Linked DNA regions of Mus musculus: all the other regions are linked to region 1. Evidence: chromatin contacts called from public HiChIP or PLAC-seq and promoter capture Hi-C data. All regions are on one chromosome and are shown on one strand. Each heading gives the region's core, a stretch centred on a gene start, on an enhancer-like site or on the middle of the called end of the contact. The rest is flanking DNA. Distances are from core to core; before and after follow the strand shown.

Region 1 (3,438 bases), core at 661-3,160:
AGACACACCGTGCATTTTAATATGGACTCGTATTAGTGTGCATCAACTTACCTCCTGGGCAATTAGGTTTCCACACAGCTTGTTAGTAGCAGTCTATATCTTACAACTCACGTTTCAACAGAACGTTTTAGTCCAGCATGCAACACAAACCTGCATTCTGCATTTAATGAGATCTAGAGGAACCAATGCTGTATGTGTTGTGCCACAGCTAATAATTCCTCCGAGGCCACAGAGGAGAAAGAATCTGCCAGATCCATATTCACAGCTATACTGCTCTGTTTGATTGAAGAAAAAAGATCAATTATTTCTTCAGAGACTAAGGAAGTCGAGGGGAAGGAAAAAAAAAAACTATTTCCTTTTGGTATAGTACTATCACTAGTATGCAGCTTTAGCCACCAGCCACAACTAGGTAGAAAGATGAGTTCTCATATAATGTAAATGACATGAAAGTCACTGTCAAATCAGATCACTAAAATTATTAGTATCTGTGAGATACTATTTTCTAAAACTTCCTGCATTGGTAATTTCAACTAAAGGCAGTTACTAAGAGCACCCTCCAAGGACAGCCCAAAATCAAAAAGAGCACTTAACATGTGCAAAGCTTGCTAACTTTAACGTTTGCTCCAGCTATTAACCAACTACTCACTTATGAACTAAGTAAGTCATACCTAGTTCCTGCAGTCAAAAACATACAAAGATTTGCTTTAGCTTTTGAAATCAGAGGAAAACGATAGGAGATAGTGAAAAGGAGTTTTCTAATCACGTTTAAGACGCATGAAGCACATGAATGACTGGGGTGTGGGTGGGGACTTCTGTTTTACACACACAATGTAGGTAACGTTTCTCTTGAGGCCTATAATTCAGCTTTCGGGTTTCTCTTGTACTTATGTTCCACTAGGATTTAAAACATACAGTTATTGAGTCACCCAGCTCAAATCCCAAAAACATAAACTCAAAGGAATGCACACCTCATATAATCTGCAAGTCACCTCCTTCACCAACCAGTAGCACAAAAGGAAGAGATTCCCAACCCCATTACCTCATATACAATTAAATGAAAAGATAAAACTTGGGAAAGGAGATCAAAGGAGAGTTTTCCAGGTAATTTTTAAAAAGGCAAGTCAAATAAACGTTATGGAGTTGCAACTGTGTCTGGCTAGTGGTTAAAAAGAGATTTTACCCAGTATACTTGGCTGACCAAGCGGGCTCACGGGGGAAGATAAAGAAGTTGGTTACCACCTCTCTGCCTCTACTCCCTTCGGGACACGGAGGTCACTGAGTGGCGCTGGGCCTGGGCCCTTCCACGCCCTTGAGGGAGGGCCAAGGATCCGACAGCGGCCTAGGGTGTCAGAGTTGCCATCCCAGGGTCAGCGAGAGACCGGTCCTCGGGTCCAGGGCTGAAGCGTCCTTCCCCGACCTCCAGTTCCTGCCCAGGACTCGGGAGGCAGAGCAGGGGGGCAGCATGTAACCAGCGCTCCCACAGGGCAGGGTGCGACCTCACCTTCCACGGCGGCGGCGGCCAGGTGGCGGGAACGCCGGGGCGGAGCTGGGGGACTGCGGGGACCCGACAGGCCATCGTGCACCAGCTGCAGGTGTGGCGCGTTGAAGGGGTTCGCCCGCGCCAGGTGCGCTACGGACGAGAACATCCTCCTGCGGGGGAGACAGAGGGCGGAGGTGAGAGAGACCCGGCGCCGGGCAATGTCACCGGAGCCCCGCGAGACATGCCCGGCTCTGCGCCCTTGAGGAGGTCACAGCTTCTTCCCCAGGGACGCCAAGCCCGGCCGGGCCCACGGCCAAGGCGGCGGCCACAAGGGACTCAAGGCTCCGCGCCGCGGCGAGGCCCGGTCGCGCTCACTTGCCTAAGATGGCGAACACCCAACCGCTCGCTGGGCAAGGTTGCGGCTCACAGAGGCCGAATGTCCTCCCGGCCCGAAGATCCGTGCCCTTCGCGCGGCGTCACCGTGACGCACGCAGAGCGTCACTGCGCCACGCGCCTCTCATTTGCGGAGAGGAGCGCAGAACCTGGACGTCATCGCGTCCTCCTAGCAACCCTATCCCCGCCCACGTCCAACCCCAGCCCTTCCGGCCCTGCTAGTGCGCAGGAGGATTCCTACTGCGCAGGCGCAGATCCAAAGCGCCCTCCTCCCCCACTCCCCTTTTTTTTTTAAAGTGTAGTCTTGGCCTTGGACGGGCAGGTGACCTACTCACTCTGTCCCTTCACCTTCCGGTGTTTTCTCCTTGGCGCCAGGAATTTTTACATGTCTTTAAGTGATTGCGGGCATAAACTTTTAAAGACATGAATGCTTAAGTGATACGTTATTCAGGTATGGAAGCTAGGATATCACTACAAGATCTTTGATCGGAATTCCTGCCATCATCGGACTTTTCAGAAAAAAATTCCATCACACTGACTTTTGACATAGGCATGTCTAAATTTTCCACCAAGTTCTGGTGGAAAGGATATACAGGAAGAACTCATACAATACATAAAACTGCTTCTGCCTCACAGAATGTCCATGGCCCCTGAGAACAGTCAGTCAAGGCTTCGTTCCTGGAGGCACAGGCATGCGCTGACATGAAAGTAACCGATGAACTGTGTGCGTGTAAGACAGGACTGTGTGTACTTCAGACATTTACAAGATCATCATCACTCTGATGTCAACAAGCGGGGGCCAAGTTCCACGAGGGAGAGTTTAGAAGCAATCAAACCTGTTGTAATTCTTGCGTTTAACATTTTCCTGGGACGTTTATCTCATCTTTATTAAGCCTTTTTATCTAACCCAAGACACCACTAGAGCTGGCTCCTGTATTGACTATTGTAGTTATACTAAGTCTACCTCTGCAGTCAGTGCTCTGCTGTGTCCTTTAAAAATTCTTAACATTTACAAACAAAAGACATTTTCATTCATTTTGCCCTAGGTCCTTCAAATTATGTAATTGGTCCTGGATAGAAGAAATACTTTTAGAGTTTATGAAACATCAAGAAGATGTAAAAAAAAAAAAAATGTTTACAAAACATCTTTCAGAGGTCTGGTACTTGATTCCTAGTACCCACCTTGATTCTAGCTCCAGGGGATCTGACACCATCTTCTGGCCTCTATAGGCACCTGCACTCATGCACACACACACACACACACACAGACCACCACCACCACCACCACCACCACCACCACCATTTTTTAAAAAACCTTTAAAGATGAAATTTATAAAACATTTTTCATAAAAAACTGAAGAGGTTTAAATTAGCCATATTTCTGCTGCTATGATAAAACATCATTTTGGCTTACACCTCCAGAGGGATAAGAGTCCATCATGGTGGGGAGGCATGACAGCAAACAGCAGACATGCCAGTAGGCCCCCAGGTACATAATGCTTCCAGCAATGCCACAAACCTCCCCCAAAGGGCTCTACCAAGGGACCTAGTACCAGGGACTAACT
Region 2 (3,438 bases), core at 292-2,791, 2.0 Mb after region 1:
GCCAGTCTCATTTTGCAGATGAGAAACTTATCCTGGTCTTTCACAAGTGCATATTCCAGATAAGCTTCTTATCCATCCATTCATTCATTCGATGTATTTCACAACCATTTTTTTTAATATTTCTGTCTTGCCCTTCAACCATTTTTGGGCATGTTTGTCCTTGTGTGACCCTCTTAGTCCACTTGGCCAGAGCTGCTTTAGAGCAGTCATTGTGAAAGAGTGTGAGATCCCTGGGGGCGGGGGGCAGGCATGGAGACAGAGTTCCCTACATCCAGGAGGTTTGTGAAGGAGCACTTTGGTGTCAACACCAGGGGAAGTGTTGCAGGGCAGGGGCTGTAGCAGAGCAGAGCTAAGACATCTTTATAGTACTCATGGGTCTATTGAAGTCCCATCTTTATAGTGCTCATGGGTCTATTGAAGTCTAAACACAAAATTAGCTCAATTAATTGAATATACAGGATTAGATAAAATCTTGCCCATATTTCATAAATCACATACTCAATTTTTGTCTCGAATTTTATGGAGACAAAGATCTCTCAAAGTCCATTATTAAAACACATAATGTGTCTGGTGGTGGTAGTGGTGGTGGTGGCGCACACCTTTAATACCAGCACTTGGGAGGCAGAAGCAGGTCGATCTCTGTAAGTTCAAGGCTAACCTGATCCACAGAGTGAGTTCCAGGATAGCCAGAACTACACAGAGAATCCCTGTCTCAAAACAACAACAACAACAACAATAATATTAATAAAAAATAAAAAAACAATAAGGTAATGGTATCTATGAATGATGATTATATAAACCATCTGACTGAGTTTGTAAAATGATATGTAAATTAAGATTTTTCTAGATGGAGTAGCATATTCACCTCCTTAGAGATGTGGCATATTGATTTCGGGTATAGTACAATGTTACAACAGTTGCCTAGCAGACTCGAGGCTCCAGGATCAATCCCAGTACCACATACATGTCACCAAAATAGTGGGCTGTCTCTGCAAACAAAAGGTCCATTTCTCTTGTGAGTGTTAAGAAAAAGTCTACAGATTATTAAGCCCCTTCTTCATGCACAAAGCCTTTCTGTTTGTTTGTTCATTTGGTAAAGCATCTGCTGGTTGATCCATCAAGTTGCTTGGAGAACTCCACAGTATATTAGCAAGTCTGCTAAATAACAGATAATTAGTCTCTGGGGGGGGGGGGAACAGGAGAATGCCACAGCGTCCGCAAATCTGTCGCCTGTCTGATGGCTTTTACATTCGAAGCTGCTCCAACTGCTTGGGAACGGCAGCAGTTCTGACTGTGTTTCTTTTCAGGGCCTGCTCGTCTATTCTTCCTACTGCAAAGCTCCAACATCCCGGCTCTTCTCTGCCTCACCTTCTCCACTTCACCAATCACAACTATGACTAAGCTAAAGGAGTCCTCATATAATTATACAAATACATAAAAGGGAACTATGTGGAAGTCTCGTTTTAAGAATAACTATGCACTACTGACATGGAGGACTTTCTCAAAAACTAAAGGCACCACAGGAAATGCCACGTGATGAGGAAACGGTTCATCTGATAAATAAATTTACCTCACCCTGTCCAAATCTCCACAGCAATATCATGATTCCACATTGTTAAGTTCATGGAGGAAATATTATTTCATGGTGTCTTTTTATTATTACTTTTAAATTCTACTTTATGTTGTTTATATGTGGTCATGTACATGCGAGAACATGCACCCATGGAAGAGCCCAGAGGTTCAGGATCCGGGGAGTTGGACTTACAGATGGTTGTGTGCCACCCTACATGTGCAGGGAACTAAATTAAGGAACTCTGCAAGAGCAGCGATCACTCTCAACCACCAAGCCTCTCTCTAGTGCCAGGTTTGTTGGGTTTTTTTGTTTGTTTGTTTGAGACAGAGTCTTGTTATATACTGGAAGATGACCTCAACTCCATCCTCCCTGTCTCTGTCACTTGAGTGCGGAGGTTACAGGTCTGTACCAGCACATCCAACACAGACAATATTTATGTGATAACTCACATTCTCAAAGTGAAGGACTTAGAAAGTCAACCATCCAGGGCTGTCTCTTACAGCAGTCACAGCGCTTGTCTCAGAGCCTGCAACTAGGAGGCCAATCTGCTAGAACACCAGACAGAACTTCCTGCTGTGAAGAAATCCAACCCTCTCCCTTTCTTAGACTAATTTGATTCCCCCGTCAACGCTGAATAAATGTTCCCTGTGGAAACAGTTCTGTGCTAGTCATATTGAGACAGGAGAAAAATAACTTGGCTGTTGGGTATACAAATTAGAGTTAGCAGTAAGGTGTCTCCCCTCCTCCCCTGCCCCCAAATAATGAGTCTTATTGAAATCAAAGGAAAGTTAAAAACTTATCAAAACCTGTTATGGTGATACATACTCACAATCCCAGCATTTTGGAGGCTACGGCTACATTTCGAGACCCTGAATCAGAAAAATTGAGTGCTTTTAGTGGTAGAGCATTTGGCTAAAATGTGCATTCGCTGGGGGGTGGAGCTCAGTGGCAGAGTCCTTGCCTAACACAAACAAGGTCTTGGGATCCTCTCTAGCCCAGCCAAAGGTGGGATGGTGGGTGAACTTAAAGCTTACCAAGTGAACACTTCTGTCTGGGTAGTCTTCCCATGTGTCAACTCAAGATGCAAGCATATTAAGTAGGTTATTCTGTCTGAGCAGGCTTCCCATGAGTCAACAGAAGATTCCCCATAGACTTACATAATACCTGTCTCGCGCAATTTTAGGGAAGTCCTCCTCGGACCTCTCTTTGTTTAAAAGCTGAGCTATAAGAGAGAGACATTGTAAAGAGCAGGGCTACCAGAAAACCTACACCAATGCCAGCTGCAAAGGGAAACTGACTAATCCAAGAAATTTGTCTTTCCTTCCTTACGCTGGTCCTGATCCAGCTGGAGGAAGCTGACTGGCGTTTGCTGGTTTTCCTTTGCAAACGGCTGGCTGCAAGCTGCAGAGGAAGCCAGGCAGGTCTCAGCAGAAGGAAACTGCCCAGTGCCTTCGTCAGTTTCCTGTTGCATCTGACTGATAGCAAAGAGAAGAGGATGTGACGTCATGTTGCCGCAGTTTGACTCTGAGATGCAGCTGATAAACGCCTCCACCTTCCATTCAGAGGCCGGTGACTTACAGTTTTCTTCTGGCCAAATAGAGGTTTAGACTTTCGAACCTGCCTGTCACACATCCCCTAACTACTAAGTCCTTTAAAATGCTTACATTGTAGAAGAGATTAAGAGCCCAATGTTAAGATACATTTTTTTTTCATAAACAGCTCCCTGATGATCTATAAAACTCCAGAAATACACCAAATCTGTTTCTAGGGAAATTAGCTCCTTCAGACTTTGGTCAGCTCATCACAGACATTTCCGTAGGGAGAAATATCTTCTGATTTGGCGACAGGTTAGGAGTGTGTTGGAG
Region 3 (3,438 bases), core at 287-2,786, 2.0 Mb after region 1:
AGTATACTGTTGCTGTCCTCGGACACACCAGAAGAGGGCATCAGACCCCATTACAGATGGTTGTGAACCACCATGTGGTTGCTAGGAATTGAACTCAGGACCTTTGAACGAGCAGCTGCAGCTGTTAACCACTAGCCCAGAGTTCCAAAGTCCTTCTGAAATCCTCCAAAACACATGGTCAAGTTTGTCACAGCAATGCCTCAGAATCTTGCAACCGATTTATCTTATTTACTTTTCTACTCCTGAGATGAAGCACCAGGACCAAAAGCAACTTGGGAAGGAAAGGGTGGGGAAGTCTTACAGCTCCGAGAGGAAAGGTATCCATCCAGGCAGTTGGGAGCCAAGGAATGCCATAAAGTCACACTACTAAAGAGGAGAAGCAGCAAAGAACAGAGCAGGAGGCAAACTTTATATAGGATTTCTTGAGGGGCAGATCTTTCCATGGTGGCCTGGGATTGGTGTGATTCTGTGGCCTTATTTTTTTCCCCTCTATAGTGTGGAGCTTGGGCAATTGCATCTCAGGGGGTTGGAAACAGGCTTTAGAGCAGTTAGAGTCGTCTTGGGGATGGGGTCTGGCCACTTGCATGCCTCTACGGGCTTACGAAGGGTTTATTTGGCTTCTACTTCTAATCATAGTCCAACACTGAAAGATATAATTGGCAGGAATTCAAAACAGGCTGGAATCTGGAGGTAGGAGCTGATGCAACGTTCATGGAAGAAGACTGCTTACTGGTTTGCTCATTATGGTTCGCTCAGCCTGCTTTCTTACTAGGACCACCAACCAGCCCAGAGATGGCACCACCCACAATGGGCTGAGCACGCCTCAATAAATCACCAATCGTTAATTAAGAAAACACCCTACAGCCAAATCTAATGGAGTCATTTTCTCAATTGAGATTTCCAGGTTTTTGTTTTGGGTTTTGGTTTTTGTTTTTGTTTTTCTTTTTGTTTTTTTTTTGTTTTGTTTTGTTGTTTTTTCCTTTTTCTTTTTCAGATGACTCTAGCTTGTGTCAACTTGACCTAAGACATAGCCAGCACAAGTTGGATGCAAGAATTAAGTTAACTGAAACAACTGGACTACATAAAGGGGTGTTTGGCACAAAGCAAGCACTAAATAAGAAAGAGAACAGGAAAATGAAAACAAACTGGGTGTGGTTGTGCACACCTGTAATCTCGGCACGAGGAAAGCTGAGATGTGATGACTCCCAGGCTAGCCTGGGCTACACATAAAACCCTATAGAAGGAGGGAAGGGGATGAAAGAGTGAAAAGGCAGAGAGTTGGGGGCAGCAGGGAGATGGGGAAGAAAAGCAGTTTCAAAATAAATAACAAGCTTAGGTTAACCCTTTCATGACTTTGAAACTTTCCCCATGATCCAGACAATCTCCAAGCTTTATATCTCAGACTTCTGGTTGTCACAAATCTACATCTCCTGTGTGTTTAAAGGACAAATAAAGACTGACACTACACTATCCAAACCCAGTCACACCTTTACCTCCTGGGGCCTCCCAGTGGCTGGAAGTACAAGGCCACAGACATTGCACTCTCCAGAATTGTTTGGCATCTGTGGAACCCCAGCCAAGTTACACACCGCTCTGTGCCTGAGCTTACTCATCAGAGAAAGGGACGGCGGCGATTAGACACAAGCCTGCTTGCCTCCAGGTCCTCCGCCCATCTCCCTGAGTTTCCTGTTGTCACTAATGAGAACTGCAGAGAAATTTAAGTGGTTGTTTGTTTGTTTGTTTGTTTTAAATAGAGAAGTGGTGTTCTCTTCCTGTTCACAAGAACCTTGGGCAGTACTTCCTTAGCCCAGCCTCCCCTGTGACACCGGACACTGCCATATTGGGCAAACCCTTTGCATTTCAGCTTTGAGAGTGTGACTCACGGTTCCTTTTGTTTCTCTGGCATGTTAACATCCTGGATGAATAGGCCACCTCACTGTCTTCTAGTTAGCTTTATAACCCTCAATTATGCATCAAATTCCTTTTCTGATACTTAAGATACCTTATTGATATCTTAGTGCTCTCTCTCTCTCTCTCTCTCTGCCTCTGTGTGTGTGTGTGTGTGTGTGTGTGTGTGTGTGTGTGTGTGTGTGTGTGTGTGTGTGTGTGATCTCAAATGTGAAATGGCTGGGATTGGTGGTCACACCTGTGACCTTGGTTCTTGGGAGGTAGAGACAGAAAGCCAGGGAGTTAAAGAGCATCCCCAACTGCATAGCAAGTTCAAGGCTAGCCTGGGCTACATGAAACAAACAAACAAACAAATACTGGGAAAATGTATAGATGGCAAGTTAGGACCCAAAGCACAGCCTCATATAGACTAGACGGAATTCTAAAGGCCCACCAATGAGAACAAACAGAAAGAAAGAAAAACCACTCCTGTCTAAAAAAGGAACTATTTAAGGGCATATTAGCAAGATTATAAATACACAGAAGGAAGCCAGTCTACTCCATGTGACACCAGAGAAGCAGCTATAACTCTCATGTTCAACCCCACCAGTAAAGGCCAAATGAGAACCTGGGCTCCCTGCCCCCAAACCAGGACATGTCCGGTACTGTGGCAGTAGTTAGTTAACCCACTCTGTGCTCCAGACGGGTTGCAAATGTACCCGTCCAAGAGCTGTCTGGATTCATGAATGAAAGACACACACACACAACCACACACACACACCACTTAATTTTAAATATATGCTGCCTTGACTAGTTCAAAGGTTGGGCAATTCTACTCTCCACCCCCACCCCCAACCCCAACCCCCTCACCCCCACCCCTCTGGCTAACTAGCACACATTTCCCTCTGGCACTCCTGGCTTAACGCCCTCTAATTCTATATTTTATCTTTGTTGCCCTGGCTCCTTCTGGGTGGCTTCCTAGTCTTTGCTGCCCAAGACGTTTCTGGGCAGCCCTTCGTGGGACCACATTCCTTCTCACCTACGTTTGGGGTAATTTTCCTTCTGCAGCTCTAAATCTGGTTTCCCTCCGAATCTTGGTGATCCTCCTTCCTCTCTTCAAAGCATTAGAACAAATTCCTACCACAGTTCCTAACCGGCCTCCACATAGGACTTAGTGAGGAATCGCCCCGACCATCCTCACTGGAGGGTAATAAGACCATCTCCCGTTGGGGGATGGTTTTGTGCACTCTGTGTTTAAGTGTTGGTCTCTGGGCCCAGAGATCGGGTTGCAATCTACATCTTGGCATTTTCATGAAGCATCTCCTGTCTCAATGTTGTATACAAATTGTTCTCTGACACCTCAGACTGGTTAATAAAACAGATCAGCCTATAGCTGGGCAGGAGAGATAAGGAGGGATTTTGGATCCCGTTGAGGGAGTCCTGGGAAGAGAGAGGAAAGAGAGAGGGGTCGCCATGAGGACACAGATAGAGCAGAAGCAGCCAGGGCAGGTAGCATGGCACGTGTCTGGGAAAGGGCCAGCATAGTTGGGT
Region 4 (3,438 bases), core at 611-3,110, 1.9 Mb after region 1:
CTCACTTGACAGGTTTGTTCGTTTTTTTTTTTTTAAATTGGAAATAAAATATTCTGATCCCCTCCCCCCAATTTCTCTCAGAACCTTTCTTTATGAAGACATGGGGCCAAAGTATGGGATCAGAGACTCACTGCCTTCAGGAGGACAGACACACACACACACACACACACATACACACACACACACACACACACACACACACACACACACGTGTGATATAAACTTATATAAACTCCACTCTTTGGGTTAATGTTTTTGAGAAGGGTGGGTGGCCCCATACCTCAACTGGGGGGCTGTGCCTAATCTCTGAATATAGTCTCTACAGGTTCTCTCTCCCCTTTGTTGGGTATTTCAGCTAATGTCATCATCCCCGTTGGGTCCTGGGAGCCTCTTGCTTTCCTGGCATCTGAGACTTTCTGGTGGCTACCCCCAGTTCCCCATCCCCCACAGCTACACAACTGTTCAATTTCCTGATCCTCTGTACATCTCCCCTGTCTCCTCCCACAGAGACTGAAGGAAAGTCCATCCAGAGACTGCCCCACCTGGGGATCCATCCCATATGCAAACACCAAACCCAGACACTATTGCTGATGCCAAGAAGTGCTTGCTGGCAGGAACCTGATTTAGCTGTCCCCTGAGAGGCTCTGCTAGAGCCTGACAAATACAGGTGTGGATGTTCGAAGCCAACCATCAAACTGAGCGTGGGAACCCCAGTGGAGGAGTAAAGGGAATGAAGGAGCTTGCAGCCCCATAAGAACAACAACAATATTAACCAACCAGCCACACACACACACACACACACACACACACACACACACACACACACACACACACCGAGCTCCCAGAGACTAAACCACCAACCAAAGAGTACACATGAAGGGACCTATGGCTCTGTGTGTAAGTTCAATGTTCGTTACATCTCATTGTCTTTATAGATCATAGCCTTCATACTCTTATCTGTGTTGTTATTTTTATGTCTCATCACACTGGGTCCAGTGAAGCAGGAGGCATTTTGAGCTCAAAACCACACCAAACCAACCAACCAACCAACCAACCCAACAAACCAACCAACCCAACCAACCAACTAAACAACCAACCAAAATACCATTTCCTGTTATGTTTCCCTTTCCTCTCTGTGTCTACCTCTTTCACTAAGATACATAACTAAATGAATGTCAACGTTTTAACATTCAACACCAAGTCCCTCGTTTTTGTTCCTTTCTTAGGACTTCTGAGAGGGCTCTTCAACGTGAGTGAGTTTCCAGACCACTCATTTGCATTTTGTTTTTTTCTGTCTGCATTTTGTCACCCACCAAGTGAGCGCATAGTCTCGCCACATGGTAGCTTACAACCATCTGAAATGGGATCTGACACCCTCTTCTGGGGTGTGCTTACATATAATAAATAAATCTTTTAAAAAAAAACTTACACAAGCAAACACCTGGCTTCCCATGTCTCCTAGGCAGACCTTAGAGCCCGATCTGCTGGCTGCTGCAAGGCCATAGAAGGTAAGTTCAAGTTCATGTGGAAAGAAAATTCAATACGCAAGTATTTTCAAAGAAAACCCACAATGCAAGCATCCTTTACCACAGGAAGCAGAAAAGTAGATCAGAGTGAATGAGGACTCAAGTAGGAGTGTTCTCTCAGAAGCAAGAGGACCTCAGAAGCATGAAGCAAGAATCCAGTGCCTAGAGAACGGAAATAGTGGGATGTATTGGCAACCTGGATGACATTAAAATTTAAGAATGTCTGGAAGCTGCTCAGAAGTTACAAGTACTGGCTGCTCTTCCTGAGAACCCAAGCTTGATTTTCAGACCCCACAAAGAACCAAAAGTTAAGGTCATCCGTCATTCTAGTTCCAGGGGATCAGATACCCTCTTCTGGCCTCCACCGGCACCAAGCACACAAGGCGATACACATACATAAAGGAAGGCAAAAGACTCAGATGCACAAAATGAAAGTAAAATTAAGAACTTCTGTCAGAAAAGATACAAATGTTTATCCATGTGAAAGGCCAGGCATGGCAGCATACACCTGTTATCAAGGAAACAGACAGGAACAGCCCTGGGTTGCCTGGCCAGTTAGAGTTAGTCAGTCTAACAAAACCAGTGACCCTGATTCAAAGAAAAAAAAGTGATTGCAGGAGAGAGGGGGTGAAGGGAGGAAGAAAGAGATAACTCACAAACACACACACATACACACACACACATACACACACACACACATACACACACACACACATTCACACACACACAGAGAGACTATCCCAATTGACAAAAACTAAAATGCTTAACAAATCAAGAAGTAAAGAAACTGTCTTCATCTGAAAAAAAAAAAGCCATAAAAATCCCTTTAGTCAGTGTCTGAACTAATGGTAAAGCATTGAAGGTTTTCCATCTACTGTCAAATTGGGACAAGGAGGTCAGAAGTCAGCCATTGGCACGCATTTCTCATCATTCTAGTCTGTGCAATAAATCAAGAAATGGAAAAAAAAAGAATTTAAGAGACTAAAACCTGAAAAGGAAAAAAATTGTAACTGTCATTATCAAAGATTATTATTATTTTTTAGAAAATCAAAAACAAATCCACAAATAAATTATTTATAATCATGGTCACTGGATTCAAGGTCAATCTGTAGATTGAATACCAATTTCTATCATTCAGAAGGTGTTCAATACCAGTGTCTACAATAAAATATCAACATTGTATTTACGTATCAAAAGTTCTTTTCCAGCCATAAACAGCTCCGACACCACATCACGCAGCTCCATTTCGTCAGTAACCAGCGGTCCAGTCTGCAGGATCCGCCTGTTTGAGTCAGAGAGGGCTTCCAAGACAGCCAGAAACCGCGATGAGGTGCTGTCAAGTAGCTCATCCAGCAGCCGTTCAGTGACTGTCCGTGGCCAGGGCAACTAGAGCAGGCAGGAGAGAAAACCAGAGCAGCTACAGGCAATGACTATGGATGGATGGGTGGGTGGGTGGGTGGGTGGGTGGATGGATGGATGGATGGATAGATGGATAGATAGATAGGTGGATAGATGGATAGATAGATAGATAGATAGATAGATAGATAGATAGATAGATAGATAGATAGATTGATTAGATAGATGATTAGATAGCTGGATAGATTAGATAGATAGATAGATAGATAGATAGATAGATAGATAGATAGATAGATAGATAGATAGATAGATAGATTGATTAGATAGATGATTAGATAGCTGGATAGATTAGATAGATAGATAGATAGATAGATAGATAGATAGATAGATAGATAGATAGATAGATAGATAGATTAGATAGATGATTAGATAGCTGGATAGATTAGATAGATAGATAGATAGATAGATAGATAGATAGATAGATAGATAGATAGATAGATAGATAGATAGATAGATAGATGTGGGTGCTGGGAATTGAATCCCTGGTTCTCTGGAA
Region 5 (3,438 bases), core at 264-2,763, 1.7 Mb before region 1:
ATTACCTTTTACTGACGATGCAGGCAGACGTGCACCTGGTAGACGTACCTGTTTCTCCTTGTTCTTCGGAACACTCACTGGTGTGCCAGGTCTTAAATTTTGTTTCTGAAACATATTAACTGCTGACAAAGGGTTCATTTCTGGAGGCTGAGGCGTTCTGGCAGGCGAATCTGGCACGCTTTCATTAGAAACTCCTTTTTGAAATGCTAAAATTTTTTGTTCTAGTGTAGCAAACTGCAGTATTCGACAGGGGTCATACTTCAGCAAAAATCCCTGTAGAGTATCCCAGCCTCCACCGACGCGGACCATAACGTGTTTTCCATGAAGCATCTGCCCCAAAAGTGAAAATAAAAAAGTCAACAGGGAAACTGAGACGTTTATAGCTTCAGTCTGGTCACAATCGTGATATGCATTTGCTATGACCTGGGAAACAGCTTCATTTCAAACTGACACACTCTCTCTCTCTCTCTCTCTCTCTCTCTCTCTCTCTCTCTCTCTTTCTTGGTACTAAAATAATAAGTTTAGTATTAGGCTATACAACTAATAATAAAAGCCATTTACTTTGTAATACAAATATTGACAAATCATTTGTATCCTAAAATCCACACAATTAATATAGAAAACTGAAATAACAATAGTGTTCCATGGATTGAGTACTGACAGAAGGGAAGGAGACAGCAGAAAGCCTCATGGTAGGCAAAAAAGCAATTAGAAAGAACAACTAAAACTTGTATTTTAAATTTGAAAGTTACAGCCTATCAATTTCATCTTTAAAACATTTATATAAGGCAGGAGAGATGGCTCGGTGGTTAAGAGCACTGACTGCTCTTCCAGAGGTTCTTGAGTTCAAGCCCCAGCAACCACATGATGGCTCACAACCATCTGTAATGGGATCTGATGCCCTCTTCTGGTGTGTCTGAAGACAGCAACAGTGTACTCATACACATGAAATAAATGAATCTTTAAAACAAAACAAACCACTCATATAAGTTATCCTTGCAGATAAGAATGGCTCTGAGGGATTAAGGTATTTGTGGCTAGCCTCAAACCCGCCAGGCTGCCCCAACACAGGCACTTTTGTGGGGATAAAACAAACCCTGGCTCTACCAATGTGACCAGCTCAGCTGGTAGATCTTCGTATCTATATGAGCTCAGCTTTACACTGCAGCTCTAAATCCCAGTCTGTGTGCCTCGTGTTTACGACACAGTTAAGTGTGGCTTACTCTTGGTCCTAATCAAAGAACATGCTCTTTGGAGTGAGCCCTGGTGAATGCCGAGTCTATGTAATGGATAAGTGTTCAGAACTAATGTCGTTTATTCCCTCTGAGGTTCAGGAAAGAGTCTGGAAGAGGAGGTGGGAAGGGTGTAAGAGTCAGATGACAGGAAGAAAGGCTAAGAAATTTCATCTTCTGGGCCAGACACAGCCATTGTGGTAATAAACTCCTAGCTGCTGTGGACGGCTGCACTGAGCCTGTGTAGGACTGGGCCAGTCAGTCAGTCAGGCGTGGATGGAGGAGGGGCTTAGGGAACCCTTCCTCTTCCTGCTGACTAAGTGCTAAGAAAGGAAACCACAAGACCCCACAGTCACTTGTCCCAAGTCTCTCTTCCAGTTAGTTTAGCTAATTAATGTTAACAGCCAACTAACCTGCTTCTGTTTGCTATTGATTGCTTCAGGGATGGGTGAAACTGCCTTCGACTGAGTACCCATTGATGACCCCTGCTGGGCTCCAATGGAAGATTCAATCCAATACCTACACTGATGGTCACAGAAGGTCTTAACTAAACTACGTGGCAAAACAAACCCAAAAGCCATGAGGATAGGAAGGGATTGGTAGGGAAGATAAAATTGAGTTGATCGGGATGAGGGGCCATAACAAGAGAATGAAGAATAATCAGAACACATTATATGCATGTGCAAAGCAGAAAGAACGCTAACTCAAAGACAGGAAGTGAATTGGGGTTTCTCTCTGAGTTGGATCCAGGGTGGGAATGTGAGGACTCTGTGTGAACTATACCGTGTTTCTGAATCGAGAGAAAACAGCTCTTGTGTTATATCAAAAGTAGAAAAATGCTAAACGGGTGACATTTTAATGTCTTATCAACAAAAGGAAGAAGTAATCAACTGCGGATGGGGCAAAGGAAGGCCATAACTTGGGTATCCTCACCCCAAACCAGAACACGGCCATACACGGGTGTCCTCATCATAGTGCTCTGTGACCTAAGACAAAGATCTTGTGCTTCCTCCTGAAAGCACTCTCATCACAAATGGCAATACTTCTGTTTATTTTCTGACCAACTAATACTAATCTCAGTGGACATTCTATTTTGTTCGTTTCTTCTTAGGGAGTTGATGGGAAAATTATTTCATTAAGAAAATCTGAGCCAGGCAGTGGTGGCGCACACCTTTAATCCCAGCACTTGGGAGGCAGAGGCAGGCGGATTTCTGAGTTCAAGGCCAGCCTGGTCTACAGAGTGAGTTCCAGGACAGCCAAGGCTACACAGAGAAACCCTGTCTTGAAAAACCAAAAAAAAAGAAAAGAAAAAAAAGAAAATCTGAAAAATGCAGTAAATTCCCAGAAGCACATGGAAGTATTTTTAAACTCTATTCGATGTTTAAGCAGTCTCAGCTGTCTTCTAGTTACTTGAATGTTAAAAGCATCTACTCAAACTCACTTAAAATTCCTGGAATCAAGCATTCCATATTTCTTCCTGTACAGTGAAATTCTTCCATGAATAGCCAGCCCCTGTATTCTAATTTGTTTTACAAGGTAAAGGGGGGTCAAAAGGAGGTTGGTAAAAAGTGAACCCAATTCCAAGACAAACCTGCATGAATACAGACTGTAACCAGAAGACTTACCCTTATAAAGAGAATTTTCTCCCCTAGCCGGTACCGCCCTTCGGATAAGTATTCAATAGAAAACCGATGAGAGCAGCTACAAGGAGGGTCCTCCGCAATGTGTTTAACCTACGGTTGAAAATAAGCATCAATACTCAGGGCTTACCAGGGAAAGTTTCTATTAAAACTCAAAATGCAATGCTGTTTGATAGGAAGATGAAACTCAAAGATAAAAATATAAGGCCCACTCAACTATATAATGGTTCTCCTCCAGCCCTGCTGGTCTTTAGGCAGCATGAGCTCATCATGAAGTCTGAATTGTTTAGAGCCCCGAGTAATTACATTTGCCTGGAATCAAAGATTATCTAGTCAGATACAGGCTAAGGAAGAGTTCTCACTTTTCCATTAAGACAATGCTAAACTAACAACGTGGGAGGGAATACCTAGATTTGTTCCAAGTTCCTGTAAAAATAAGCAGAGATGTATGTCTGTATGCTCAGGATTGGATAAAACTCTTCATATCTCAATTCGAGAAGCATGAAGAAACTGAAAGGGGGAAAAAACCTTAATTCTATCCCTCAAACATCTTTTTTGATTTATTA
Region 6 (3,438 bases), core at 675-3,174, 1.6 Mb after region 1:
GACAGAAAGCAGAGAGGCTGCTCCAAGCACTCTGAAGGGCAGCAGTACTGTGAAAGACGGTGTATTTAAACATACAGAGGAGAGAAAAGGCAGAGAAATATGCTCTCACACTCAGTATGGGTGGTACCATGGTACTATTATTACAGGGCCGGCAGTGGTGGTGGTGCACGCCTTTAATCCCAGGCAGAGGCAGGTGGATCTGTGAGTTTGAGGCCAGCCTAGTCTGTGGAGCTAGTTCCAGACAGCCAGGGCTACACAGAAAACCCCTATCTCAGAAACAAAACAAACAAACAAAAACAGCAACAAAAAAGAGTACTATACTACTATCCAATTAACAAACTTGGTAATTCAATTTATCCTATTGCCTGTCTGAAGACATTAGATATATTAACAATGAGTTTGAATGAAGTGGGTTGCAACCGATATTTGTTTAGATAGAAATAAAATCAATGGAGAAAACTAAGGCACAAGCAGATGCTAGTTTTTAATTCCTGTGTGTGTGTGTGTGTGTGTGTGTGTGTGTGTGTGTGTGTGTGTGTTTAATCCATAGTGTTCCTGTGTGTGTGTGTGTGTGTGTGTGTGTGTTTAATCCATGGTAGCCACACAAAATATGTTTCTTTTTATAGGTCAACACAGTTTCATTGATACTTGAAGTCTAATAAAAAGTGGTTACTTTTTTTTTTTTTTTTTTGGTTTTTTGAGACAGGATTTCTCTGTATAGTCCTGCCTGTCCTGGAACTCACTCTGTAGACCAGGCTGGCCTTGAACTCAGAAATCCGCCTGCCTCTGCCTCCCGAGTGCTGGGATTAAAGGTGTGCGCCACCACGCCCTACTTTTTTTTTTTTTTTTTTTTTTTAAGGGATGCTACGGCAGCTACAACACACTGAATTGATTCCATCTGGTGACATAGGGGGCTGAATTTAACCAAGGTTAAAGGCCAACAGTGGTCAAAGACACGCCCCCACATCATCAACAAAAGCATCATACATATCTGGGTTCCAGAGGACAAACTAAAAAGCATAAGGCAGAAATCATTGAGTCTCAAGAGGAAAAATAAATAAATAAATAAAGTTTATGGAAAGGATTAAAACAGTTATTTGTTGTGCATATTTTTGGATACAGTAGTGTGTGGGGTGGTTCTGAGTTAGAAGGGACCCCTAGTAGGTGAGGCTAAAAACTTGCAGAGTCACCTGTTGAATTGTAGACAATGTTTCTATTTGGTGACTAAAACACTTACTCAATGCCCCTTGTTCCCCGGCCCATGGAAAAACACAGGGTAGAAAAGTTGAACTCTGAAGAACAGTAAACAGCTGCAAGCTGCTGCTACCCTAACCCCACACAAGGAGCCTACTGTGCAGTGTGGTGCAATGAGTGGATCAAGGCTCTTCAGAAGAGTTAAGCGACCCACACAGCTTCAGTGAGGCTGACTTCACGGAGACCTCTCACAGTCCCTTCGCTTGGCTTCTGGGCTCTGACATCAGTCCCCGGGAGAGGATCCCGGGAAAGAAGAGCGACAGCGACCAACTGCACTCTCTGCTCAAGAAGAGTTCTCGGGAGTTGCACCCCTAGCCCAGGGCGCCTGCGCTCAGCAGCTACGGGCGAGCCAGACCCGGGAGTCGGGGTGGACGAGCCGCTCGGGGCAGCTTGGCCCTTAAATCCGGGGCCCGCGACCCGGTCCTGTCCTGTCCTGTCCTGCCCGGTCCCCGGCCACTTTCCAGCGCGCGCGCGCGCCCGCTGCCGCCCAACGCAGGACCGAAGAGGCTGACCTCGGGGGTCCCCGGCCCAAGGCCACCGCGCTCACAGAGCCTCCCTGTCAGGCGGAACCTCACCTCTCAAGCGTGGGGCCACAGGGGAGGCCCAGCTCCACCCGTTCCTCGCTGCGCTTCCGGCTCCCGCCTGGACTGTTAAACTTGGGCGGCCGGAAGTCCCGCCTCGCATGACGTCACGGGAAAGGCGGTGCCCCGAGCGCTCAGCCCGCGGGGGTGCTGGGTGGCCTCCCACCCTGGGGCGGTGCAGAGGAAGATATCCTAGCCTGTAGCTACTGCTCCTTTATCACTCATTTGTTTGCTGGCTACTGTGTGCCAGGCGCTGAGTTAGGCTGTGGGTGTGCACTTACTGTGTTTAGCTTGAAGGGACAAGAGGTCAGTCAACACGCAGGTTCCCTAGCCTGCTGGAGATTACAGTCTAGTTAGGAAGTTAATATTAACACTTCTGTAGGGAAAGGGAAGGCAAGAATAAAATGCCAGGCAGTGGCGGTGCACACCTTTAATCCCAGCACTAGGGAGGCAGAAGCAGGCAGACTGCTGAGTTCTAAGCCAGCCTGGTCTACAGAGTGAGTTCCGGGACAGCCAGGGACTACACAGAGAACCTCTGTCTTGAACAAAACAAAACAGAAGAATAAAAGATGGGGAATTCACGGGCAACTCTCAGTTCCCACAAAAAAAGGTGTCACAGTTATCACAAAGAAGAACGCTCATAATAAAGGCAATTAACATGGTTGGTTTAGGAGAGGATTACTTGAGAGGAAGCCAAGAAAAGCTGCAGGTTAAACATCTAACTTCAAAGGGGTGTGGTGGTACAAGCCTTTAATCCTAGCACTCAGGAGGCAAAGGCAATGGGATCTCTGTGAGTTCAAATCCATCCTGGTCTACTGAACGAGTTCCAGGACGGTTATACAAAGAAACTCAGTTTCAAAGAGGGGAGGGAATGGAGAGGAAATTGTGGCAGGAGTGGGAGAAGGAAAGGAGGGGAAGAGAAAGGAAGGGGTGGGAGGGAAAAGGAGGAAAGCAGAGGAGAGGAACATCTAACCCAAAACGAACCCTAACCCTGAGAACAAACCCAGTAGTGACTTCAGCCTCTGAGCTAGCCATCTTCACATCCGCAGCTTCACATGCTGCTGTTCAGGTACATGAACACCAACTCAGTGGTTTTTTGGTTTTTTTGTTTTTGAAGGAAATGTATTTCATGGTAGAAAGGGGCCAATGAACTGAGTTTTCCCAACATTCCTGCTAAAAGATTGCTCTGTTGAGAGTTCTTACTTCCATCACTGATAGCATGTTCCTATGGAAAGTGTTGCTCCTTTGTCCCAGGTGCACACCGGATGTGTTTCTCAACTGGATACATAATGTCCCAGTTATCTGAACCCATATCAAAAACAACTGGAAACCTAAGAAGTGCCAATCCCCACCTCCCCTAGGAGAAAAAGAAGTCTCTCCAGCTTCTGGAAGCTGGTGAGGAACAACCATAAAATGAAGACGGGGAGCAAGCAGTATATGCCTTGTGTAATCTGCAGCTGCTTTTGGTGTTATTAGCTGATTTTTTTTCCTGGAATTTGGCCTAAAATGCTGAGATCTAAGTAGGGAGAACTGGAACACATGAAGAAAAGAATGCTTGAAGCAGAAAACACAACTCTCTAACACTGAAACCAGCAAGAAAGCT
Region 7 (3,438 bases), core at 308-2,807, 1.4 Mb before region 1:
CTATAAAATAGGATCAAAACATGTACGAGGACCTGGTTTTGGGGAGTTTTTTTGGTTTTTTGGTTTTTTTTTTTTGAGAGGATAAATCACAAATTTCAACTATGTCAACATGATTTAATTCCCAAATATAGAATGTATTTGTATAGCAATGTCCTACTGTATGGAATTACAACACATCTGTATTACATATGTAATCGTCTCTGACAGACAAAATGAATGATCTTCACATGTGCGTAGGTATATCTGAACAGAATAAAGCTCTATGTGTTCAGTTAGGCTCCTTTCCTTTGCATAACCACAATCCCCTTCTCCTCCAACCTTTATTAAGGAGGGGAAAGCCTTCAAAGTCGAAAAAGAATCTTCCAAGCAAACACCAGAACTGCTTGGGTTTTGTAATGGCTGACTGACTTACAGCATCTTTGTTAAATTGCTTTCTCTGAACAGAGGCGCACGACTCAGAAAACTTAAATACGGCGTTTCAAAGTGTCATCACACAATCCCTGGTTTTGATGTGCAAAGAAAAACCTCTAGCTGATAATTTACAATCAAAATCACTTTAAGGAGCTGGTCTGGAGTCTCTTCAATCCTGTTGAGAAAGGGAAACACTGTGTGTCCTTAATTACTGATCACAGGTAACGCGTCCATGCGAATCCCAAGAAGTTTCTGCAAGCTTTATCTGTCTAAACCTTTTTCTGTAGCTTAAACAGGCGCACTGGAGCCCCCATGGGGATTTCTTTCTCTCAAACCTTATCTGCCCCACCCACCTCACACACACAATAACCGTCCAGTCCAGAAAGACAACTACCATCAGAGAAAGGCGTCCGAAGTGCAGGGCCTTAGCCGGTGACCCCAGCTATCGGAACCAAGTATCAGAAACGAGGGGGGCTGTCTCAGCAGTCCCGGAGCACTGTCCAATTTCCCAAAAGGATACGGAGATCTCCACGGCGGAAACCCGAGCTCCTGCGCCAGCTCTGGGGACTCTCCCAGCAGCAGAATGACCCAGGCAGCGGGGCTCCCGTCGCCCGAAGGCCTCGCCCAGAGTCACCGGCCTCTGAGATCCGCTCCCTCCCGCTTCTCGCTACCTGGATCCGGCTTCCCGGGCCACCCACCGCCAGCCCGCCCGACCCGGCCCGTCACTAGGCAACAGTAGCAGCCGGGAGGCCCGGGGAGACCCGTAGCCCGCAAGCTGGCCGCAGACCCAGGTCGCCCGGTGCCCGAGACAGGTCACTCACCTCGCAGCCGGCTACCTGGAGGGGCGGTGCTGGGGCCGGTCCCCCGCCGGCTCCCTCAATGCCTCCGGGCTGTGACTGCTCGGGCCGCGCTCCTGGCCGCCACCGAACGCTTACTCCATCTCCTCCGTCACCCCCGAGTCCGCAGAACCCCGAGATCGAGGAGTAAAGGGGGAAGGGAGGGAAGGGACTAGGGAAGAAGAGCACGGTAGGGGGAAGAGCACCGAAAGACCTGCCCGCTCCTGCATGACGTCACTTCCGGGCGGTTCGGAAGGGTAAGGCTTGGCTTCCCTCCGCCCTCCCCGAGGCGGAGTGAGGCGGGGCTCCCGGGGCGGGGGTGGAGCCAGCCCGGGCCTCTGCTGACAGCCGTACCTGTGACTCTGATCACTAGTCTTCGCGGGCAAGACCAGCTTTCCGGGGCCCCAGGCTAGGAAGCCCGAGTTTCTGGAACCATAGAAGGGGATTCTCCAAGATAATGAGGACAGGTAACCAAATGTATATTGGAGATGACTGACAGTGACTTGATGGCTGGACACTGCAGCTCTGGTTGTGAGGCCCCTCCCCTTTTCTGTTTCCCAGGCCACCTGCCCTTGCTGGTCTAGTGACTGATTACATAGGACTCAGCTTTCTCTGACTTTCTGCTAAGTGACCTTAGAACCTAGAAAAGCCGTGCTTCTCACACAGGGCCGTGTTAAAGTGCAGATTCTGCTGCACAAGTAGGATCGGATGCTCTGCGTTTCTAAGACATTCTCAGATAACCCCGGTGCCACAGTTCCACAATTAGAGCAACAAAGATTATTTATCTTACGTGCTTAATGAAAGAAGTAAATTGTTCTGAAAAATATACCTAGGTGAAACTGGGCACAGCCTCTGTCTCCCTGCTATCCATCCAAGTAACCCGTACATAGTAGTAGGACTACTACCACCCTAACTAACCCTAACCCTGCCTCTCCTGTCTCTGCTCTGTCCCTGGTTCAGGTTAAAATGTCTTAAGATGGGTAATAGGGTAGATTCTATTACAAGAAGAATTGGAGGAGGGGGAGGAAGAGAAGAGGGAAGAGGATTATGGGGTGTGTGTGTATGTGTGTGTACATGTTTGTGTGGTGTGTTTACATGTTTGTGTAGGTACAGCTGTATGTACACACGCCAGAAAAGCTCGAGGCTAGAGGTTAGCCTTAGGAGTTGTTCCTGGGGAGCTGTCCATGTTTTTGAGACAAGGTCTCTAAATAGAACCTGGTGCTTTGCCTTTCTCTTATCTCTTCAGCTGTGAAATTAGGAGCACCCACCACCAAGCCTGGCTTTTTAATGTATGTTCAGGAGATCCAACTTAGATCTGCATGCTTAGAAAGTTATCATCTCACTAGCTGAGCCTTCTCTTTCCAGCCCCAGAAGGGTGGACTTTTATTTCTGTCCTTTTGCCAAGAGCATCTTATAAGTTATGTGTTGGTAATGTTACTTCTAGTTCTTCGTGGTCAAGAAAGGAAAGGCTTAGATTCTTGTATTCTGCACACAAAACATCTAGAAATCATGTTCTCTATATTTCAACTTTTTCTTTCTTACATGCTTTAATTTCATATTTTACTGGGGTAGGAGGAACTAGTTTATCTCTACTAAACATGAGTCTCTTTTTTGGAGTGATAAAATGGCCTGGGGTTAGATGATAGCAGTGATTGTACAAGGTTGCCAACGCACCAAGAAACACTGAATTAAACATTTTGACAGAATCCTAGTGAGCAAACCTAATCCTTTGCAGACCATGTGAGAATAGCTATCACAGGATATTTGAACACACTGTGAACCTCTGAGATTGTGTTACTTGCTGAAAAGGAAAAAGAAAAAGAAAGAAAGAAAAAGAAAAAAAGAAAAACCTGTTTCTAGTTGTGGTATGGCTCAGTCCTAGCACATACCTTTAATCCAAGAGCTTTCTGTTTATTGTAAACAGGATTACATTAAGTCATCGGTAGGTCAAGAGGCAGAGCAAGCTTTAAGTGAGGTAGGCAGGAGGTGTAAGCGAACTTTCCTCTTCACATACAGCACAGGCACTTTTGCTTCCTCTGGTGAAGAAGGGCTGCGAATGCCAAGCATTTAAGTATCTCTGCTCTAAATATTAGTCTTCCTTGGAGTCTCTTCCAGTTCTTCTTCCTTCTCTACATACCTTCTTTAGGCACCCAGTATGTTCTTGATTCTGTGACGATTTGATGAAAGAAAT

Evidence for each region. Promoter capture Hi-C pulls out the DNA fragments that hold promoters and counts their contacts. HiChIP or PLAC-seq counts read pairs in DNA pulled down with a chosen protein or histone mark.
Region 2: a promoter capture Hi-C map of the HPC-7 cell line shows a contact between it and region 1. The contact joins the enhancer-like site here to the promoter of Slc25a3 in region 1. A contact is called at or near these places in 12 of 39 promoter capture datasets (the 3T3-L1 cell line, 3T3-L1-derived adipocytes, the C10 cell line and 7 more) and 1 of 9 other capture datasets (adipose tissue).
Region 3: a promoter capture Hi-C map of neutrophils shows a contact between it and region 1, with 5 times the contacts expected there. The contact joins the enhancer-like site here to the promoter of Slc25a3 in region 1. A contact is called at or near these places in 10 of 39 promoter capture datasets (the 3T3-L1 cell line, the C10 cell line, embryonic stem cells and 7 more), 3 of 115 datasets of contacts at active chromatin or transcription factors (astrocytes, embryonic stem cells and stem cell-derived neural progenitor cells) and 1 of 9 other capture datasets (liver).
Region 4: an H3K27ac HiChIP or PLAC-seq map of double positive thymocytes shows a contact between it and region 1, with 7 times the contacts expected there. The contact joins the enhancer-like site here to the promoter of Slc25a3 in region 1. A contact is called at or near these places in 3 of 39 promoter capture datasets (cranial neural crest, hippocampal neurons and pre-B cells), 1 of 484 Hi-C or Micro-C datasets (B cells), 3 of 115 datasets of contacts at active chromatin or transcription factors (astrocytes, double positive thymocytes and embryonic forebrain) and 1 of 9 other capture datasets (adipose tissue).
Region 5: a contact with region 1 is called in a promoter capture Hi-C map of pre-B cells. The contact joins the enhancer-like site here to the promoter of Slc25a3 in region 1. A contact is called at or near these places in 5 of 39 promoter capture datasets (the C10 cell line, cranial neural crest, hematopoietic stem and progenitor cells and 2 more), 2 of 115 datasets of contacts at active chromatin or transcription factors (embryonic stem cells and large pre-B cells) and 1 of 9 other capture datasets (embryonic stem cells).
Region 6: a promoter capture Hi-C map of pre-B cells shows a contact between it and region 1. The contact joins the promoter of Nedd1 here to the promoter of Slc25a3 in region 1. A contact is called at or near these places in 3 of 39 promoter capture datasets (liver, maxillary cranial neural crest and pre-B cells), 5 of 115 datasets of contacts at active chromatin or transcription factors (cardiomyocytes, double positive thymocytes, extraembryonic endoderm stem cells and 2 more) and 2 of 9 other capture datasets (adipose tissue and liver).
Region 7: a contact with region 1 is called in a promoter capture Hi-C map of pre-B cells. The contact joins the promoter of 1500026H17Rik here to the promoter of Slc25a3 in region 1. A contact is called at or near these places in 8 of 39 promoter capture datasets (the HPC-7 cell line, embryonic stem cells, hippocampal neurons and 4 more), 1 of 484 Hi-C or Micro-C datasets (CD8 T cells), 3 of 115 datasets of contacts at active chromatin or transcription factors (astrocytes, cardiomyocytes and large pre-B cells) and 2 of 9 other capture datasets (adipose tissue and liver).

What each region holds. Positions count from the first base shown.
Region 1 is chr10:91,122,057-91,125,494 of GRCm38.p6, forward strand. It overlaps Slc25a3 (solute carrier family 25 (mitochondrial carrier, phosphate carrier), member 3), which reads right to left and starts at 1,911. Exons shown (of 8, transcript NM_133668.4): 1 at 1,860-1,911; 2 at 1,502-1,650. The coding sequence starts at 1,646.
Region 2 is chr10:93,121,425-93,124,862 of GRCm38.p6, forward strand. No RefSeq gene overlaps it. Among named protein-coding and RNA genes, the nearest start is that of Gm40740, 3.3 kb to the right of the region's middle. Within about 2 kb of position 1,542, at least 22 of the 459 cell types and tissues checked have an H3K27ac peak or open chromatin away from gene starts, as enhancers often do. A contact at or near this core is called in the HPC-7 cell line, where this site is marked.
Region 3 is chr10:93,093,560-93,096,997 of GRCm38.p6, forward strand. No RefSeq gene overlaps it. Among named protein-coding and RNA genes, the nearest start is that of Gm32468, 11 kb to the left of the region's middle. Within about 2 kb of position 1,537, at least 96 of the 459 cell types and tissues checked have an H3K27ac peak or open chromatin away from gene starts, as enhancers often do. A contact at or near this core is called in hematopoietic stem and progenitor cells, liver and neutrophils, where this site is marked.
Region 4 is chr10:93,040,516-93,043,953 of GRCm38.p6, forward strand. It overlaps Cfap54 (cilia and flagella associated protein 54), which reads right to left. Exons shown (of 68, transcript NM_001347060.2): 9 at 2,714-2,912. Among named protein-coding and RNA genes, the nearest start is that of Gm40739, 33 kb to the right of the region's middle. Within about 2 kb of position 1,861, at least 32 of the 459 cell types and tissues checked have an H3K27ac peak or open chromatin away from gene starts, as enhancers often do. A contact at or near this core is called in double positive thymocytes, where this site is marked.
Region 5 is chr10:89,414,163-89,417,600 of GRCm38.p6, forward strand. Gas2l3 (growth arrest-specific 2 like 3) reads right to left here. Exons shown (of 11, transcript NM_001033331.2): 10 at 2,858-2,965; 11 at 1-330. Among named protein-coding and RNA genes, the nearest start is that of Gas2l3, 28 kb to the right of the region's middle. Within about 2 kb of position 1,514, at least 38 of the 459 cell types and tissues checked have an H3K27ac peak or open chromatin away from gene starts, as enhancers often do.
Region 6 is chr10:92,720,494-92,723,931 of GRCm38.p6, forward strand. Nedd1 (neural precursor cell expressed, developmentally down-regulated gene 1) reads right to left here and starts at 1,925. Exons shown (of 15, transcript NM_008682.2): 1 at 1,830-1,925.
Region 7 is chr10:89,684,806-89,688,243 of GRCm38.p6, forward strand. 1500026H17Rik (RIKEN cDNA 1500026H17 gene) reads left to right here and starts at 1,558. Exons shown (of 3, transcript NR_130956.1): 1 at 1,558-1,714. It overlaps Scyl2 (SCY1-like 2 (S. cerevisiae)), which reads right to left and starts at 1,489. Exons shown (of 18, transcript NM_198021.3): 1 at 1,233-1,489.